Linked DNA regions of Mus musculus: region 2 is linked to region 1. A link is a contact called in public promoter capture Hi-C data. All regions are on one chromosome and are shown on one strand. Each heading gives the region's core, a stretch centred on a gene start, on an enhancer-like site or on the middle of the called end of the contact. The rest is flanking DNA. Distances are from core to core; before and after follow the strand shown. Region 1 has its middle 8.5 kb from the start of Gm24454. Region 2 overlaps Rab11fip4 (RAB11 family interacting protein 4 (class II)).

The links. Capture Hi-C pulls out chosen DNA fragments and counts their contacts.
Region 2: a contact with region 1 is called in a promoter capture Hi-C map of liver. The contact joins two enhancer-like sites. A contact is called at or near these places in 3 of 39 promoter capture datasets (cranial neural crest, embryonic stem cells and liver), 1 of 484 Hi-C or Micro-C datasets (liver), 4 of 115 datasets of contacts at active chromatin or transcription factors (embryonic basal ganglia, embryonic stem cells and stem cell-derived neural progenitor cells) and 1 of 9 other capture datasets (liver).

Annotation. Positions count from the first base shown.
Region 1 is chr11:79,883,606-79,886,780 of GRCm38.p6, forward strand. No RefSeq gene overlaps it. Among named protein-coding and RNA genes, the nearest start is that of Gm24454, 8.5 kb to the right of the region's middle. Within about 2 kb of position 1,421, at least 25 of the 459 cell types and tissues checked have an H3K27ac peak or open chromatin away from gene starts, as enhancers often do. A contact at or near this core is called in liver, where this site is marked.
Region 2 is chr11:79,658,647-79,661,883 of GRCm38.p6, forward strand. The region is part of intron 3 of Rab11fip4 (RAB11 family interacting protein 4 (class II)); the gene reads left to right. Among named protein-coding and RNA genes, the nearest start is that of Gm30718, 13 kb to the left of the region's middle. Within about 2 kb of position 1,860, at least 205 of the 459 cell types and tissues checked have an H3K27ac peak or open chromatin away from gene starts, as enhancers often do. A contact at or near this core is called in liver, where this site is marked.

The DNA.
Region 1 (3,175 bases), core at 171-2,670:
AAGGAAGACACCCAACACCAATTTCTAACCTCTACACACGCACATGTGAGACCCCGGCTTAAAGCATTTCTCCCTGAAAGGTAGAGCCCCTAAAGCATTTCCCCAAGCTTGTTTTCCCTGGTCTTTAAAAATACAGCTAGAAAGAAGCTCTTTGTTCTCTATAGCCAGCAAAAAGCCTTTTAGTTTCTATACTGTACAGCCAGAGATGCCTGCCTTCCTGTGCGAAGGACACGGAGATAAAAATTCAGAAAGAACTCATTCCCCACTCCTGCCTTGTAAATTTCACCAAGGACACCCAGAACTCTTCCCAACTCCTCCCAACTCTCCTCCCAACTCCTCAGCTAGTTGTTAAAAACCCCCTACTGTCACCGCTCCGGTCGAACTCCCCTGCCCTGCCCTGCGGAGGGACTTCGTCCTCAGCTAGCTGATAATAAAACCTCTTGCAGTTTGCATCAGGTGTGGTTTTCTCTCGGGTCACTGGGGTGCTGGCCAGCTCATCCCGGGACTTGAGCGGAGTTCCAGCTTCGGGGGTCTTACAGAGAGAGAGATAGAGAGAACATGCACACACAAAAATAGGGGACATTACATTACAAGGTGACTCAAGTTCATAGTGGAGATAGTGTGCTTAATACCACTAAACTGTACATTTAGAAACCGTGAGAGGCTAAAAAGGCAACTCAGCAATTAAAAGTACTAGCTGCCCTTCCAGAGGACCCAGGTTCAATCCTTGTGGAGTTATAGCCATCTGTAACTCCAGTTCCAGGGGATCTAATGCTGTCCTCTGGTCTCCTCCAGAAACATTCACAGCACACAGAAAATAAATGCAGGTAAAACATCCATACACATAAAACTAAATAAGAAAAAATGTAAACCAACCTCTCCCCAAATTTTAATGAAAAAAACAAACAAACAAACAAACAAAAAACAGTTAAGGCATACCTCTTGTTGTTTTGAGACAGAGTAGCCTTAACTGTCCTGGAAGTCACTTCATAAAGCAGATAGCCTTAAACTCACAGAAATCCTCCTGCCTCTACTTCCCAAGTGCTGGGGTTAAAGGCATGTGCGGCCATACTGGGCAGTTATGTTTATTTTAACACAACTAAAACTTAACTGAATAAGCAACAAGACCACATGGGACAGCTGTAAATGTACCTCAGTGAATCTCAACAACCACTTGGAGAGTAAGATAATAGAGGAATTAGGCAGGGACACTGGATCCCTAGACAAGCAGGGGTCAGAGACATCGGTTAGACTTGCTCAGCTTACTGAGTGTCTTCTGTGTACCTTGAACTTTCTGTCATCATAACTCACACGAGACGACCGTCATTACATAATTTTACCAAGTTAGTAGTGACCGCCATGCTCACACAGTGTCCACAGGGCTCACCTAATGTCCACAGTGCTCACCTAGTGACCTCAGTGCCACCTAGTGTCCTCAGTGCTCCCCAGTGTCCACAGTACTCAGCTAGTGTTCCCAGCGTGCCTGATGCTTTCACTCAGTCTCACCACAACCCAGGAGGAGGACCATGGCTCTGCTCAGAAGGCACAGCTTATGACCCTGAGGGGAAGGGGTCAGAGTTCGTCCACAGAAGCATAAAATGAAGTTAGTGGGTTCGAAGTAAAGATCTAGAAAAACCTACAGAAAAATGGTAAAGAAGAGCCTTCAACCCCAGTGAGATGGTTCTGGGGGTTAAAGGTGTTTGCCATGCATGTCAGGTGACCTGATTTGAATCCCTGAAATCCACAGGAAGGGGCAAGAATAGAATTAACTCCACAGACTCATCCTCTGACCTCTACGTGTCTGCCACAGCACACCCACCCATGTATAAGCACCATGAACACATACATAATAATATAAATTTTAAATTAAAAAAATTTTAAAGAAGAGATCTCAGCACATTTATGTCTTTGTTAAAGATTTATTTGTTTTTTTTATTCTATGTGTATGGGTATTTTGCCTACGCGTATGTATGTGCACCATGTGGAGCCTGTAGGGGTCAGAAGAGGGCATCAGATCCTCTGGAACTGGAGTAAGAGATGGTTGTGAACCACCTCGCAGGTGCTGGGACTAAACCTGGGTCCTCTGTTAGAGCTGTAAGTTTTCTTAACCACTGAGTCATCCAAACCTTGTACTTAGGTTTTGGTGACCACAGAAATGAGGTGTCTGGAACAGAAGGGTATGTGAACATATGGGATCTATACCTAGTCAAAACTAAAACAACCGGCCTACAACCGGCCTACAACCGGCCTCCATCCCTACATCAGGAAGTCTGACAGTAAGCCTCCTCCCTTACCATATATAGTCATGAGGGAAAACACGAAAGGCAAACAGAGTAGTCACTGAAACACATGCGCAGGAAGCAGTCATTCCAAATGGGCCCACACAGAGTCCGGGAAGCTGCAGCTTAGGAAGGCCTTGGGAGGACTTTAGACTGCAGTGTCCCAGGGGAGGACCTAAGAGGACGTTAGCCTGCAGTGTAAGCTGGAGTCACGGGGTATATCATCTGAAGCTCATATAATAAAGGATTAACTTGAACCTGCTCACTCTAAGGAATGTGTGGGTCAGCCAACACCTGTTGCATCTCTCACTGATGTGGACCAAAGTCTGTATGGCTGCCCAACCATGCGCTCGAGTTTGCTTGTTTATCTACGATCACACCTGCTCTGTCTGGAGGGAAGCCCAGGCAGACTAGGGTGACAGTTCCCCGTTTCACAGTTGATTCAGATTGGGCAGAGGTTGTGTGTCAGGCCCAAGATTGCACGGAGCTAGCAGGCAAGGAAACTGGGATCTGGACCTCACCACAGGAGAAGGTATAAGTCCCTGTTCCAACCCTAGCTAGCTACATACCCGCAACAAGTTACAAGTTCCCTTAGCTGGTCTGACCATATCTGCTATTACTAAAAAGGTGGCCAAAATGTCAGCCTACCAGAATAGTTGAGAAAGTTGGAATGAAGCTTATCAAGTGTTGGCCAGGGACCCAGCTCCCACTGAGGAGGGCTGAGGAACAGGGTCATGTGGTTACCACTATCAAACATAAACACTATTTTTTTTCTTTCTTGGGAAGTCTTACATAGCCCAGGCTGGCCTCTAACTTGCTATGTACCCTGGAGGAGCTTTGTCTGTGATCCTCCTGTCTCTACTTCCTGAGAACTGGGATTCTGGGCTTGCACAGCT
Region 2 (3,237 bases), core at 610-3,109, 220 kb before region 1:
GGGCCCCACTGACACCACCCACTCTATGGAGTTCTTAAACATGTCATCCGAGGGGACGGGGGAATCAGAAAAAAAGTGCTTACGAAGACTAGTGTGTTTTAAAAGCCTGGGTTTCCCGGCTTAGTGTGAGCTGGGGGTGGGGAGGGTGTTACCAGGTCTCACTTGTCCCACTGGTTAAATGACTGCAGATACCCGGAAGTCATGACTACCTCAAGTCCTGCTTCCTGGACTAGTTCACATTATGGGCCTTGGAACCGATGAGGAGAAAACAAGATAGATCACCTGGATTTAACCATGCCAAAACCACTGGAGACCACGGAGTTCAGGCCTCAGAGCCAAGCACCCAAGAGTCTCTCTCACCTTTGCCTGGGGCTCAGCATTCAGATGTGCTCACAATGAGAGGGCACACAGCAACCCAGGAGATGGCCTGTAGCGTTCTCGTCTTACAGACTGAGTCTCAGGAAGCTTATGGAAACTCCCAGGTCAAGGAGCTGGACTCAAACCCAGCTCTGCTGTCCTCCAAAGCCGAGATATGGTTCATTGACCCTGACTAGCTAGGATGGAGACTGGACCGAGACAGTGTGAGAAACTGTCTATGGCATCTGTACGCAGTTCCAAAGGTTGTGTAGAAACTACAAGACATAAATTCAGAGAAGGCCTTACAAGATGGGATTCACCACTCTCACAGACCTTACGTGGAGGTCCCCTCTAGCTAAGGCTGTCCAAGCAAAGCTGCAACTCTAGTGGGCTTTGACCAGGTAAGCAGAGAGGTAGTTGGAAATTTATTGCTCACACACAGCGGGTGAGAAAGAGGTTGAGAGCAAAGGGCCAGAGTAGTGGTTCTCAGTCTTCTTGATATTGTGACCCTTTAACATACAGGTCATCGTGCTGTGGTGACCCCCAACCATAACGTTATTTTTATTGCTACTTCATAACTGTAATTTTGCTACTGTTATGAATTGTAATATAAATATCTGAAATGCGACCACCGTGAAAGGGTCTTCCAACTCCAAAGGGGTTGCAGCCCAAAGGTTGAAAAATGCTGAGCTAGAGAGCAGCAGAGGTAGGTGTGTGTGTGTGTGTGTGAGTATGTATGTGTATGAGTATGAGTCTGTATGAGTGTGAGTATGTGTGTATATGAGTGTGTGTGTGTGTCTGTGTGTGTGTGTGATGTGAAGCCACCTTGCCCATTCTAAGTATACCCAAGTATTTGTGTCAGTGTGTAGTGTATGAAGAACATGAGAACGTGGCTTGAGGCCAGTCAGGAAGGTAATCAGGCTTTTCCCGAGTTATGTAAAACACTACCAAAATGAAGGGAAACTGGTCCTAGCGTTTGCTGTCTTGCTTGAATTCTAAACATTTCGGCCATGTTTAAATCCTGAATGGTGTGAAAGCCTGAGAGGGAGACGGTGTTTCTGATGGAAATCTTTCTTTGTTGAGTTCTCTAGTTCTTATCTTGGTACTTGTTTCTTGTATACTTGCCACTTGTGTCTTGGTGCTGGGCTAGCTATGGATAGCTTTCGCTTGGTGTGAAGAAAACAAAGTAGTGGGTAGGACTCCAAATCAGATTTCAGCTGGTGGTGGGTTGGGGCAGGCTTTTAGTTCGCGAGTTTGAGCTGAACAGTGCTGCCGGAGTCTCGCAGCACTGAGATATTAAGTTTGAGGACATCAAACAGGGACATAGCATTGAGATGGCCGGAGAATTTCATCCAAACTCTAGTGTTTGACCTGCTGGCAGTAAACTGCACGCTCAGACAAGCTCCACCCACCGAGGCGCCGACCGTGTGGCCATTGGCGGCCACCGCCTCCGCCACCTGCCCCTTACCTTGGGTGGGCGGGGCTACCTGGGCCCCGCCCCCTCGGCTCGGGTTCCCAGGCCTCCGAGCCTCAGGACCCGCCCCCTGTGCGAGGCCCGGCCGCCGGAGCCCGGGGAGCTTGGGCGCCTCGTGATGTCACGGCAGCTTTGATACAAAGAGCCCCTTCGGCCCACGCGGGTCTCCCGGCAACGGGTGCGGGCGGGGGCGGGACCGGCGGCTTCAACTGGTGCGGAGCAGCGCGCCTCCCGGATTGTTTTCTGAGCACGGTGCTGGCTTCGTCCCCGTGTACCCCGCCGGACCCGACTCGACCAGCCGCTGGCTTCTTGTTCATCTACAGCGGCCCGACCTGCAGCCGGTCGGGGGATGCGCTCCCCGCCGGCTCCCGGATGCCAGGTAAGCGGCGACCGCGGGACGCACCTAGCTTGCACCAGGAGTGGGAAGTTGGTGGATTCGCCTCTACCCTCCCTGTGCTGGCCAGGGAGATCAGAGTACCTTCGCAAAACCACTGACCCCTCTGCTTGCTCCGGGCCTTCGGCCAGCGCCCAGGTGCGAGCGTGAGCGGAACCAACTTGGTGCCCGAGGAGGGTGCCCGCGATCCCTGTGGCGCTGTTCCAGAAGTGTTTTAGGGGGAATCTGGTGGAAATGGGAAGAGAGCTTGTCAGCCCCCATCAGTGTCCTGCTCTTAGCTGGGCTGCTTCCCTAGGGAGCTGTAAGTGGTGAAGTTGTTTCCATAGGTGATGGCTGCTGCATGAAGCCAGTTTCCTGCTTTTCCCCTCTCACGGGGCATCTGAAGGGTTAGAAGACAGAACCAGCCTAGTAGTGTAGGGATTTGAGACAGGTCCTGCTTCCCCTCAGCAAGATGCTCCTATGGGTGGAGGTGTGCGCAGGCCACCAGCCTATGCCCTTGAGTCCCGTAAGAGCCCACAGTCCACCTCAATGTAAGTTGTTGACATAGTTGCTTCTCCGTTGCGACAAGTGTTTCCCAGGGCCTAGCATCGAAGCCTCTGTAAACGTGGTACCAATACAGCCCTAGACAGCATTCCGTCACCTCTCCATCTCCCACTTCTGGTCTTGCTTTCCCCAAAAGAGCTAGAAATGATTCGTTGCTGAACTCTTAAGGACTCACCAGTTTTCTACTGGCTGATTTATAGCACCCCTGCCCCCTCCCCCTAAAGTAGCAGAGGGGTCAGAGGTCCTGCCTCCGTGCTTGCTGCTCTAGTCATTTTGGATTGGGCCCCACTTTGCACTGGTTCCTGATGCTCTCCAAGCCTCTGTCTCCCTTCCCAGAGCAAGAGGCAGGTGATAATTGCTTGGGTTCCCACATTCCCTGGGGCAATTTCCAGGGCCCTTCCCTGGTGAAAGATGGTGTCTGTTATTGCTAGGGAAAGGAGTCTCAGTGGGGAGGGTTTTACGACTGCAA